Linked DNA regions of Sus scrofa: region 2 is linked to region 1. Evidence: chromatin contacts called from public promoter capture Hi-C data. All regions are on one chromosome and are shown on one strand. Each heading gives the region's core, a stretch centred on a gene start, on an enhancer-like site or on the middle of the called end of the contact. The rest is flanking DNA. Distances are from core to core; before and after follow the strand shown. Region 1 has its middle 11 kb from the start of PRPSAP2. Region 2 overlaps TOM1L2 (TOM1-like protein 2).

The links. Promoter capture Hi-C pulls out the DNA fragments that hold promoters and counts their contacts.
Region 2: a promoter capture Hi-C map of liver shows a contact between it and region 1, with 3 times the contacts expected there. The contact joins two enhancer-like sites. A contact is called at or near these places in 1 of 5 promoter capture datasets (liver) and 1 of 2 datasets of contacts at active chromatin or transcription factors (alveolar macrophages).

Annotation. Positions count from the first base shown.
Region 1 is chr12:60,395,914-60,400,958 of Sscrofa11.1, forward strand. No RefSeq gene overlaps it. Among named protein-coding and RNA genes, the nearest start is that of PRPSAP2, 11 kb to the left of the region's middle. Within about 2 kb of position 1,903, at least 41 of the 83 cell types and tissues checked have an H3K27ac peak or open chromatin away from gene starts, as enhancers often do. A contact at or near this core is called in alveolar macrophages and liver, where this site is marked.
Region 2 is chr12:60,720,440-60,725,484 of Sscrofa11.1, forward strand. It overlaps TOM1L2 (TOM1-like protein 2), which reads left to right. Exons shown (of 14, transcript XM_021068013.1): 13 at 4,862-4,898. Among named protein-coding and RNA genes, the nearest start is that of SREBF1, 11 kb to the right of the region's middle. Within about 2 kb of position 3,037, at least 21 of the 83 cell types and tissues checked have an H3K27ac peak or open chromatin away from gene starts, as enhancers often do. A contact at or near this core is called in alveolar macrophages and liver, where this site is marked.

The sequences.
Region 1 (5,045 bases), core at 653-3,152:
AGCGAATCTTGGCCAACAATCTTCCATTGGCTCTTTTAAACACCAGCGAAAAAGAATATTTTGGGGAAAGTTGAGGGAACTTGCAAACAGACTGGATGTGAGAAGCTCTTGCAGAATTTAAAGTTTTCTGGCATATGCCTTTTCAGTTGGGTGGGATAGCCTTATTTTTCAGAGGTGCATGCCTAAGTGTTTAAAGGTGAGAAGTCACAAGAGACCACAGCGCTGGGTTTTGGGTAAGACTGAGAGTGAAACTCTCAATACCCAACGCTCAGCCAGCGCCTCGCCGACGTAGAGAGGCTGTGGAACAGGAAGCCGCAGCAGTGCTGCAGAGGACACAGAGTACTCCCCACACAGCTCTCCACGGCTCTGATCACTGCGCGCAGGGCACGTTCTGGTCGCTGCAACTTCAGCAAAGAGGAGCCACTGGCTCCAGGGTTCCCTGCCAGCTTCGTGAGGTTAGGAGCCACTTGCATGCTTCAGCAAAGCTACAGCCCAGGAGTTCCCATTGTGGCTCAGTGGAAAGAATCCATGAGGATGCGGTTTGATCCCTGGCCTCGCTCAGTGGGTAGGGGATCCGGTGTTGCCGTGAGCTGTGGTGTAGGCCGAAGATGTGGCCTGGATCCCACGTTGTTGTGGCTGTGGTGTAGGCTGGAGGCCACAGCTCCTATTTGACTCTTAGCCTGGGAACTTCCATATGCCCTGGGTCCGGCCCTAAAAAGCCAAAAAAAAAAAAAAAAAAAAAAAAGCTACAGTCCACACATTTTAGGTCATGTCAAAATAACCCCAGCAGCCAAGGACACTGAGCCGAGGGGCGGCTGTGGGTCAGTTTAACAGCACATACAGATCCTGCAGGAGCCACCTCAGTGCGGACACACAGAACAAAGTCAGTTCTTGAGGCTGTAGGGGGGATTCACAGTTCTGCTTCGGAACCTCCCCCTCTAGTCATGATGTCTGCAAATGAGTAGCTTAACAAACCGTTAATGTAAATAAGACCAAAGGCTAACACTTGTTAAACCTAGGTAGTGCGTTTATCAAACCATGGGGTTGGAAACTTTGATGACAGGAATCGAAAGATAGATATAAAATCTAAAGTGGAGACGTTCACCTCTCGCTTTCATTTCCTGCGTGGTTTACTGGTGACTTAATTTTGCCCGTTTAAAGCTCCCTGATCTCAAGTCACAGCAAAAATCTCTCCTCTTTCCTGCAGCACTACCCTCACCCCTGAGGTCGCCATCACTCCCTCCAATCCAAGGGCTCATCGTTCTGGAATCACGGGACATCACACTCCTTCTGTTTCCTTCTTTCAGTGGCAGAGCACTGGGGTCGGGTGGGGTGGGGGGAAATTGCCTTACCGCCAGAAAAGGAAACTTTCCCACGCAACCGAGTAGTCCTAGATTCCACGTCAGGCAGGCGTGGACCCAGCGATCCAAGCATGTGGCCAGGCACTGCTCCGGCTCCGTCACGTGGCTGTTGCTCCCCTTTGCAGACAGTGACCAGGTGGCGGCTTCCAGCTCCAGGGGCTGCCTCCTTAAGGAGGGAGGTTGCTGCCTTGGCGCCCCGCCCCACCCCGCATGCCCCGCCAAAGTCCCACGTCTCGCTCCGATTGGCCAGGCTTAGTCACATGCTCGCTTTCGAGCCAATCAAGGACAGTCAGCCCTGATTGGCCCGCCTCCGTCACGCGCTCCACACCTGACCTGAGTCAGCCACGCAGAGACCCGCGAAGGAGCCCAGGCCGGTGACGGTGGGGCTGGGGTTTGGGGAGCCGGGAGGGGTGAGACGGGAGTGCAGGGGCGGGGGACCTGGGCCCAACCCACTTCAGAGGCCGGTAGGGCCCCGGCCGGTTCTGCTTTTTCAACCCGTGAGTCCCCGGAGTGAGTTCTGCACGCGGCCGGGGCTTGGCCGATGGGCGGAGCTTTCCTTCTGCTCGAGGTGCTCCTGAACCCGCCTCCCGGGCGCGCCTGCCCGCCAGCGCTGCAGTTCGCAGAGCGGCCGCCGGGGGGAGGCGGCGAGGCGGGAAACCAGGCTGCCGCCGGCTCTGCGGCTTTTGCATTTTCCCTCCAGGGTGAAGGGTCATCTGGAAAAGCGCGTGCGCCGGCGCTTCCTCCGGAACCGAACGAGCCGGCGAGGCCGCGTCCAGACGGCCGCGCGCCGTGTCCCGGCCCCTCCTCCGGCCCCTGTCGTGACTCAGCTTGTCATTGACCGTGGCGCCCCCGCAGGGCTCCGGCCGCCCCGGGAGCGTCCTCCGCGCCCTCGTGGGTGTGTTTGGCGCGAACACAGCCGTTCTCAGGGCTCCAGCGCGTTCGTCCAGCTCTTCCGCTGCTGGCGGCGGGCTGGTGTCGGGCTTGGGCCATCGTGCATAAGTAGTGTCGCGGGAGCCTTTCGCAGGTGTGGGCACGCGTATTCGCACTTGCGTTGGGTGTAGACCTGTGAATGGGATCGTTGGGCCTCGGGTACTACTAATTTTTCAGCGTCAGCAGGTACGGCCAGGTGCACCCTTTAAACATCAGCCCCTTTATGCTCCCAACGCAGCCCCGGTTGCCTTGCGTACTTTCTGCCTTTTCCGCGGTAGCTACTCAAGTACTTTAGACTTTAAAAAAACAACAGAGGAGTTCCCGCGTGGCTCAGTGGTTAACGAATCCAACTAGGAACCATGAGGTTGCGGGTTCGATCCCTGGCCTTGCCCAGTGGGTTAAGGATCCGGTGCTGCTGTGAGCTGTGGCGTGGGTCGCAGACGCGGCTTGGATCCTGCGTTGCTGTGGCTCTGGCGTAGGCCGGCGGCTACAGCTCTGATTCGACCCCTAGCCTGGGAACCTCCATATGCCGCGAGCGCGGCCCTAGAAAAATACCAAAAGACCAAACAACAACAACACAAACACAGCTTTGTTGGGGTATAATTTACATCCTGTTAAAAGTCACGTGTTTTTATGTGCATGATCCAAGGATTCTTGGTAAATTGATGGAGCTGTGCGACCACCACCAGGAACCAGTTCCGACCATCTCCACCACGCCTAGCTCTCTCATGCCCGTTTTATTCTGTTTTTTAATCTCATTCCCCCAGCCCCCAAAGCAGTCTTTGGGCACTTGTTTTGTTGCCAGGCACTTTGCTAAGCAATATGGGTGATTTAAAGAATCAGAAGACCTGGTCCGTGCAGCTTAGAGAGAGACAGATGTGCAACCCAATTGGAGTGACGGGGCGGGGGCGGGAGGGGGGAACAGAGCAGCTGGGCATGTGTGCCAAGCCAGAGGTGAGGATTTCTGAAGCTTGAACCGCGAACATGGGGAGGCAGGCATAATGGATCAAAAGGGAGGAGCCTCCACTTGGCCATCACCCTCAAACGAAGAGCTTAGCTTTCCAGGCCTTGCCTGAGCAACTCCTGCTCTAGAACTTTCCAGACCACAGCCCTGGAAGAGTCTCTGCCCTTTAGCCCCACAATCGCCTGGGCTTTGTACAGGTCTGCCAGCCCCCAGGACTGAGCGCTCTGAGAGAGCAGAAAGCTATGTCAGCCTGAATCATGGCTGTCTGTGGAGCCCCCGTAGCAGCCCTGGGCGGTCTGTTCTTGGCCTGTGATGTGTAAGCTGGCAGCTTCTATCTTGTTCAAGCCATTTCTGTGTGTTTCCTGTGGTTGCTGTGACAAATCACTGCACACGGAGTGGCCTAAGAGCGGCATGCACTTCTTATCTCACAGTTCTGGAGGCCAGATGCTTGAAATGTGGTCAAGGAGCCAACGAGGGCTCCCTCCCTCCAGAGGCTTTCAGGAAGAACCTGTCCCTGGCCTCTGCCAGCCTCTGGTGGCTGCCAGCCTGTCTTGGTTTGTGGCATTATCACTCCAATCTTTGCCTCCATCTTCACGGCGCCTTGTGTGTGTGTGTGTGTGTGTGTGCGCGCACGCACGCATTGTCTCCCCTGCCTCCCACTTAGAAGGACACGTGACTGCACTAAGGCCCAGCCACATAATCCAGGAAAATTGCCTCAAGGTCCTTTACTTGATCAGATCTGCCAAGACCCTTTTCCCAAGTAAAGGAATATTGGTTCCAGGGATGAAAGCCTGATATCTTCGGGGGCGCCGTCCAGCCTGTTACACCCCTGCTATTCATGTCCCTGTTGCTGAGCGCTGAAACAACACCCCAGAGAATAGAAAAAATGCATGTAGGAGTTCCCTTGTGGCTCAATGGGTTAAGGATCTGGCATTGTCACTGCTGTGGCTTGGGTCGCTGCTGTGGCACAGGTTTGATTCCTGGCCCAGCAACTTCCTCATGCCACGGGTATGGCAAGAAAGAAACAGAAAGAAAGAAAAAGAAAGAAAGGTGAGTTCCTGTTGTGGCTCAGAGGGTTAAGAACCAGACCTAGTGTTCATGAGGATGTGGGTTCCATCCCTGGTCTTGCTCAGTGGGTTAAGGATCTGGTGTCGCCATGGCTGTGGTGTAGGCCTGCAGCTATAGCTCCGATTTGACCCCAGCCTGGGAACTTCCATATGCTGCAGATACGGCCATTAAAAAAAGAATCTTGCTGCATAGCACAGGGAACTATATCTAGTCTCTTGTGATGGAACGTGATGGAGGGTAATGTGAGAAAAAAATATACATATACATGTCTGGGTCACTTTGCTGTACAGCAGAAATTGACAGAACGTTGTAAATCAACTATAACAGAAAAAATAAAAATCTTAAAAAGAATGGAGTTCCCGTCGTGGCGCAGTGGTTAATGAATCCGACTAGGAACCATGAGGTTTCGGGTTCGATCCCTGGCCGTGCTCAGTGGGTTAAGGATCCGGCGTTGCCGTGAGCTGTGGTGTAGGTTGCAGACGCGGCTCGGATCCTGCGTTGCTGTGGCTCTGGTGTAGGCTGGCGGCTACAGCTCCGATTCGACCCCTAGCCTGGGAACCTCCATATGCTGCAGAAGCAGCCCTAGAAATGGTAAAAAGACAAAAAAAAATAATAAAGAAAGGAAGGAAGGAAAGGAAAGAACGCCTGTAAAGTGATGTTTTGTAGATTACGCGTTACAGCAAGGAGGATGGACGTGGCCTCGCTGGTGAGCTGGCTTGGGG
Region 2 (5,045 bases), core at 1,787-4,286, 330 kb after region 1:
AAGGCTGGCCCGGCCCCTCCAGTGCTACTTTGGGGGACGGGCGGGGGCTCTGGCCCACACGTGTGGGTGGCCCTAGAGCAGGTCCCCTGAAGACCACGACTGCTCCCCGTCGAATTGGGGAATCCAGCTGTGTGTCCTTGTGCCTGTCGATCCTGCAAAAGAGGATACTGCCCACATGGCCACCTGGCCCTGCCCCACCTGGAGCTCCGGTCCCACTAACAGCTAACCCAGCGTCTCACCTGACTGTGGTGTTTCTTCTTCTAAACAATGTGTATTAATTGCTTTGCCTTATTGCCCGTAGTCTAGAAACCCTGAGTCTTTCCAAACCTCCCCAGTACAAATTCTTCACTTGGAAACTTTTTGTACTACGGAGACTACGGCTCACCTGGGGAGGCAAGGTGGGGGGCTGTGGGGAGCTCCCCCCACCCTGGAAGTAGCCCGGAGCTCAGCACCTGCTCCCGCTGAGCTGGAGATGGGCAGCTGGGTCTCCCGTGGAAGGAGGGGCGCTGGGCGCGCAGATCCAGCACCAGGCCCGCCGCCCGGTGTGCAGACCCGCTCCTGCTCCTGCTCCTGGGTGCCTGGTCTGCCGGCTGGTGGCCAGGGGTCGGGGCTCTCTCCCACACGCAGTGCAGCCAGGAAGACACCCCGATGTGAACGAGCATCGGTCACAGCAGCCACAGACGTGGTCAGTCAGGGCCCGCAGTGGAGGTGGGGGCGTCCCTGCTCAGACCCGGAGCAGCCCCAGCACAGCAAGACTCGGGCTACCGAGGGCTCTGGCTGCGGCTGAGCCCAGCGCAGCACCTGTCCCCTTTGGGCCCAAAGCCCCCCGCCCCCTGAGCAGGTCCCCCGCTGTCCTCCGACGTGCATGGCCCACTTCCCTTTGGGCTCGCACAGAGCCCGGCGCCCTCCCGTCTAGTCCAGCCTCTCCCCGCACGCTTCCCGTGGCTCCTGTCGGCGGGCAGGGTCTCGGGTCTGTGTGCGATGCCCCGGCTGCCCCGGGAATTTTGTCCTGCTGTGCTCCTCACACACCAGTTCCCAGGCAGGCAGCCTGTGAAGCCAGGCGCTGGGGCAGCCAGGCAGCCCCATGCAGGCGCAATGTGAGCGTTCCTGTGACCCACGTCTGAGGCCAGGGCCTCTCGGCCAGGGATCAGCCCCGGAGCCCTGGGTTTCTGCGCTAGAAAACGGGAGCGCCAGCCTGGTCCTGAAGGGATTTGGAGTCGTGAGTGGGGGAAGCCGCTGGCCTCTGTCGCAGATGGGGACACCGAGGCCCGCCCTTCTGGCCGCAAGCACCTGCTCCCCGGAGTGGCCCCGGCTCCCACCACACTCACTGGGACGTTGTTTGGAAGGCGAGGGGCTTCTCAGACGCCAGCGTTTGTCTTCGGAGCGTGCTGGCTCTCGGGATTCTTGCAGAGTTCAGCACGGGCTCGGTCCCTGGGGGCCGGTTCCAAGCAGTAACAAAAAGCTGTGAGCAGAAGCCGGAGCTAAGGCTCTTAGCGTCTTTTTTCAAGCTTTGCAAGCGCAGGGCCTCTGGTCCTCCGGGGCGCGAGATTGCCCCAGCAGCTGCTGTTGGCCGGTTTCCCCCGAGATGCTCGGACGTGGCACGCTTGGTTCTGGGAACCTGGCGGCGCAACCCACGTCCTCCCAGAGGGCAAGAGTTCTGTGTGGAAGCATCAGGATAGGGAAAGCTGCCCTCTCCGTAGGAGAGTGTGTCGGGCAGAAGCCCTGCCAGCCCGCGTAGCCCTGCGTGCCTGCCACCTTCCGCTCAGGAGCCGCCAGCTTGCCAGTCGGTGTCTCCCCCCAGGGCACCAGGTGTCCTTGTCCCCAGGAGTCCTTTCAGGTGCTTTGAAGCCTTGATACGTATATGTTTATGACCACACCTGCAGCACACGGAAGTTCCTGGGCCAGGGGTTGAATCCAGGCCACATCTGCAACCTACACCACAGCTGTGGCAACACCAGATCCTTCAACCCACTGCGCCAGGCTGGGGATTGAACCCGCACCTCCACAGTGACCCAAGCCGCTGCAGTTGGCTGCCGCCCGCTGGCCCTGCTTATCAGCATTAACCCACGGCACCACGGCGGGAACCACGTGAATCTGCTCTCTTTAAGCATTTAAACGTCCTTAGGTCCCCAGTAGGCAAAGAAAAAACAAAAACATAGACAGAACCTCCCTAACCTGACGGAGGCTGGCTTGAGCCTCTGAAACGTGTGTGGACACCCACCCCTGGGTGGGGTGGACGCGAGCGTGGAAGCCAGAGGAGGGGTCTGCCGGCCTGGCTGCTGGACACGCTCCCCAGTGGGCCCAGGCCCTCGCCCACCCACATGGGGGTCTTCTGGGCAGGTTTACCCCCCAGGGTGGCCCTGTGTCGGGCAGGGCTGTGACCGCAGGGCCCCGCTGCTCTCCGCGCTCAGGTCCCGTTGCAGACACTGAGGCCAGCCCCTCACTGCCTGTTTTACCTTGATTCCTCCCTAGATTGTGACCCGGGGCTGGCAGTGTTTTGACAAGTGAGCTTGGAAGTGAGTCCGAGTCCCCAGGGACTTCCCAGACCCCACACCTCAATTAAGGGCCATCGGCTCCTTCTCTGGGGGGGAGCTGACATTTCCTTAATGGGGCTCCAGGGGGTGAAAGGTTACTTCTCACTTATCGCAGTATTATCTGACCTCATCTGACAGCAGCTTAACTCTTTCTGGCCAGAGACAGTTTCAGGCCCTTGGCACTGGTGGCCCAGGCACTGCGAGGGTCCCTCCTTGGCTCGGGAGCCCGGTCCCCCTGCCCCCCGCTCCCCCGCCACCTCTGCCCGGCTCTCCGTGGAGCTTTTCTCCGATGCTGGGGCTCCGACAGCTCTGAAGGTGGGAGGAAAGGGCGGCCTGAGAGGAGGCCGCTGCACTCTGGCTGCTTTGGGATTTTTCCCCTAACCCGACAAAAAGACAGCCAAAGTCCCTTGGTCCGCTTGGCCGTCAGAGCCCTTGCTTTGGGCCTGTTTGTGGCAGGAAAGCTCTGGCCTTCCGTCGGCCGGCCTCCCAGAAATGCCCGACGCCTTGCGCAACATTCCACCCAGCAGCGCCCTGACCACCGCACCCCGCCCGGGCCTGCGGCCACACGGCCTCCCCGCCCTGTCCGACCGGGACGGGCACAAAAAGTTACCCAGTTAAGAACACGTACTGTGCCCCCGCCCTGCCACCCGCTGCCCTGCTGCTTAGAGCCGCCGCTTCCGCCCTCCCCTTTCGCACGGGCTGCTGCGCGCCCCGCCTGCTGTGCCAGCGTGTTCTGCTCCGTGTCTGTTTTGGTTTTGGTTGCGTTGGGGTTGCTTTGACCATTGACGTGTCCGGTGTTCTGTCTCCCCCGCCTGGCTGCCGGGCGACCGCCCCCCGCTTGCCGCCTCCATAGATCCCGGTGGCGCAGCCCTCTGTCATGGACGACATTGAGGTGTGGCTCAGGACCGACCTGGTGAGACTCGACTTTTCTTTCTCGTGTGGGGAGTGGCGAGGCAGAGGCCCTCCGAGGAAGGGCCTGGGGGGCCGCCGCGGGGGCCACTCTCCCCGGGAGGCAGGCGGAGGGAGGCCGGGCAGGCGCCCCCCCCACGTCCGCACCTGCTCGGGGCGCAGAGCCGGGCTTCCAGCCTCACCCCCCGCCTCCGAAAGGCACACCCACGAGTCCCGCTTCCTCTTCAGGTGCAGCTGCGTGTGTGTGCTTGGGCTCTTTCGGGGTTTGAGTTTGGGCTTTTTTGATTTTTTTAATTTATGTATATTTTTCGTTTTTCTTTTTTTTTTTCTTTTAATTGTGCAATATACACAGAGAGGAGTGGGTGTTTGTTTTTCAACTCACTGCCCCCCCACTTCCCCGGAATCTCCTGGTGTCTTGGATTTAGTCGCCCCCGAGCCCATCGGGTTTATCCCCGGGGATGGGCAGGAAGGCTAGGATGTCGCACGTCTGCCAGTGGCCGGTCCCCCCCGCTGCGGGCCGGTCCCCCGCTGGCCCCTGCAGCCCACTCCCTCCCAGCGCCCTGTGCAGGAGGCCGGGCTGCTGAAGAAATGCACTTGGGGAGGAATGTGCTCATCCAGAGTCACGGCCTGCTGGTTGGACTTTCCCCCAGACCTGGGGGCAGCGGCCTCCTCCCAGGGCCCCTTCCCGGGAGCAGAGCAGCTCTGTAACCCCAGGGGCGCTGGCCGGGCTGGCCCTGGCTGCTGACCGCCCCTCCCCGCACCAGGACCCGGAGGGCAGACCTCCGGGGGCCTTTCTGAAGACACTGCCCTGCTTGCGAGCAGTGCCCGTGCCGTGCCTGGGAGGAGGCCAGGGGCCCCACGGTCAAGGGGCAGGGACCCCCAGCTGGCCGCACAGGGGGTCGGTGGCAGAGCTGCGAAGGAAGCCTGGCCTCCCAGCCCTGAGCAGGGCCGTGTCCACCCCCTCGGCTCCCTTCCCCACCCGTGTCCCTGCCGGCTTCTCAGCGACCCTCGCGGTCCCCAAACAGAAGCCGGTCTGATCCTCTCCCATGGTTCAGCGCTCCCAGAGCCTCCTTGGGGACGGGATTGGGGCCACAGGACGAGGCTGGCACGGCTTCCGGGAGGCCTCCCCTCCCCTGCCAGAGCGCCTCGAGCTCCACGGCTCTGGCGCTTCCAGGCCTCACGTGGCTCCCGGCTGCCTGTGTGGACCTGACCTCCCAGCCCCCTGTGGCCGCCTGGGGCTGGGACAAGGACGCCGAGTGGAAGAGCGCCTGGGGGCCCGGGCTAGAATCTGCTTAGCGTTTTGTTTTTGACTTTTTAAGAACAAGTGCCCTCAGAGCCCTGGGGGACAGGCCGCCCTGGGGGGCTGCTGGCGGGGAGGGGCCCGGCGGCGGTCCTAACGCGTCTCTGCTCTCCCGCAGAAGGGTGACGACCTGGAGGAGGGCGTCACCAGCGAAGGTAGGCCTGGCTCCTCCCCCCAGGCTCTGGGGTCACACCCCCTTTCCCTGGGGTCTGACCTCCACGCCCCCACCCCCGCCTCCCTCAGTGTGTCACGGCGGCACAGGGCTGGTGAACAGTAGTGCAGGCTGCAGCCGCTGTCCCTGG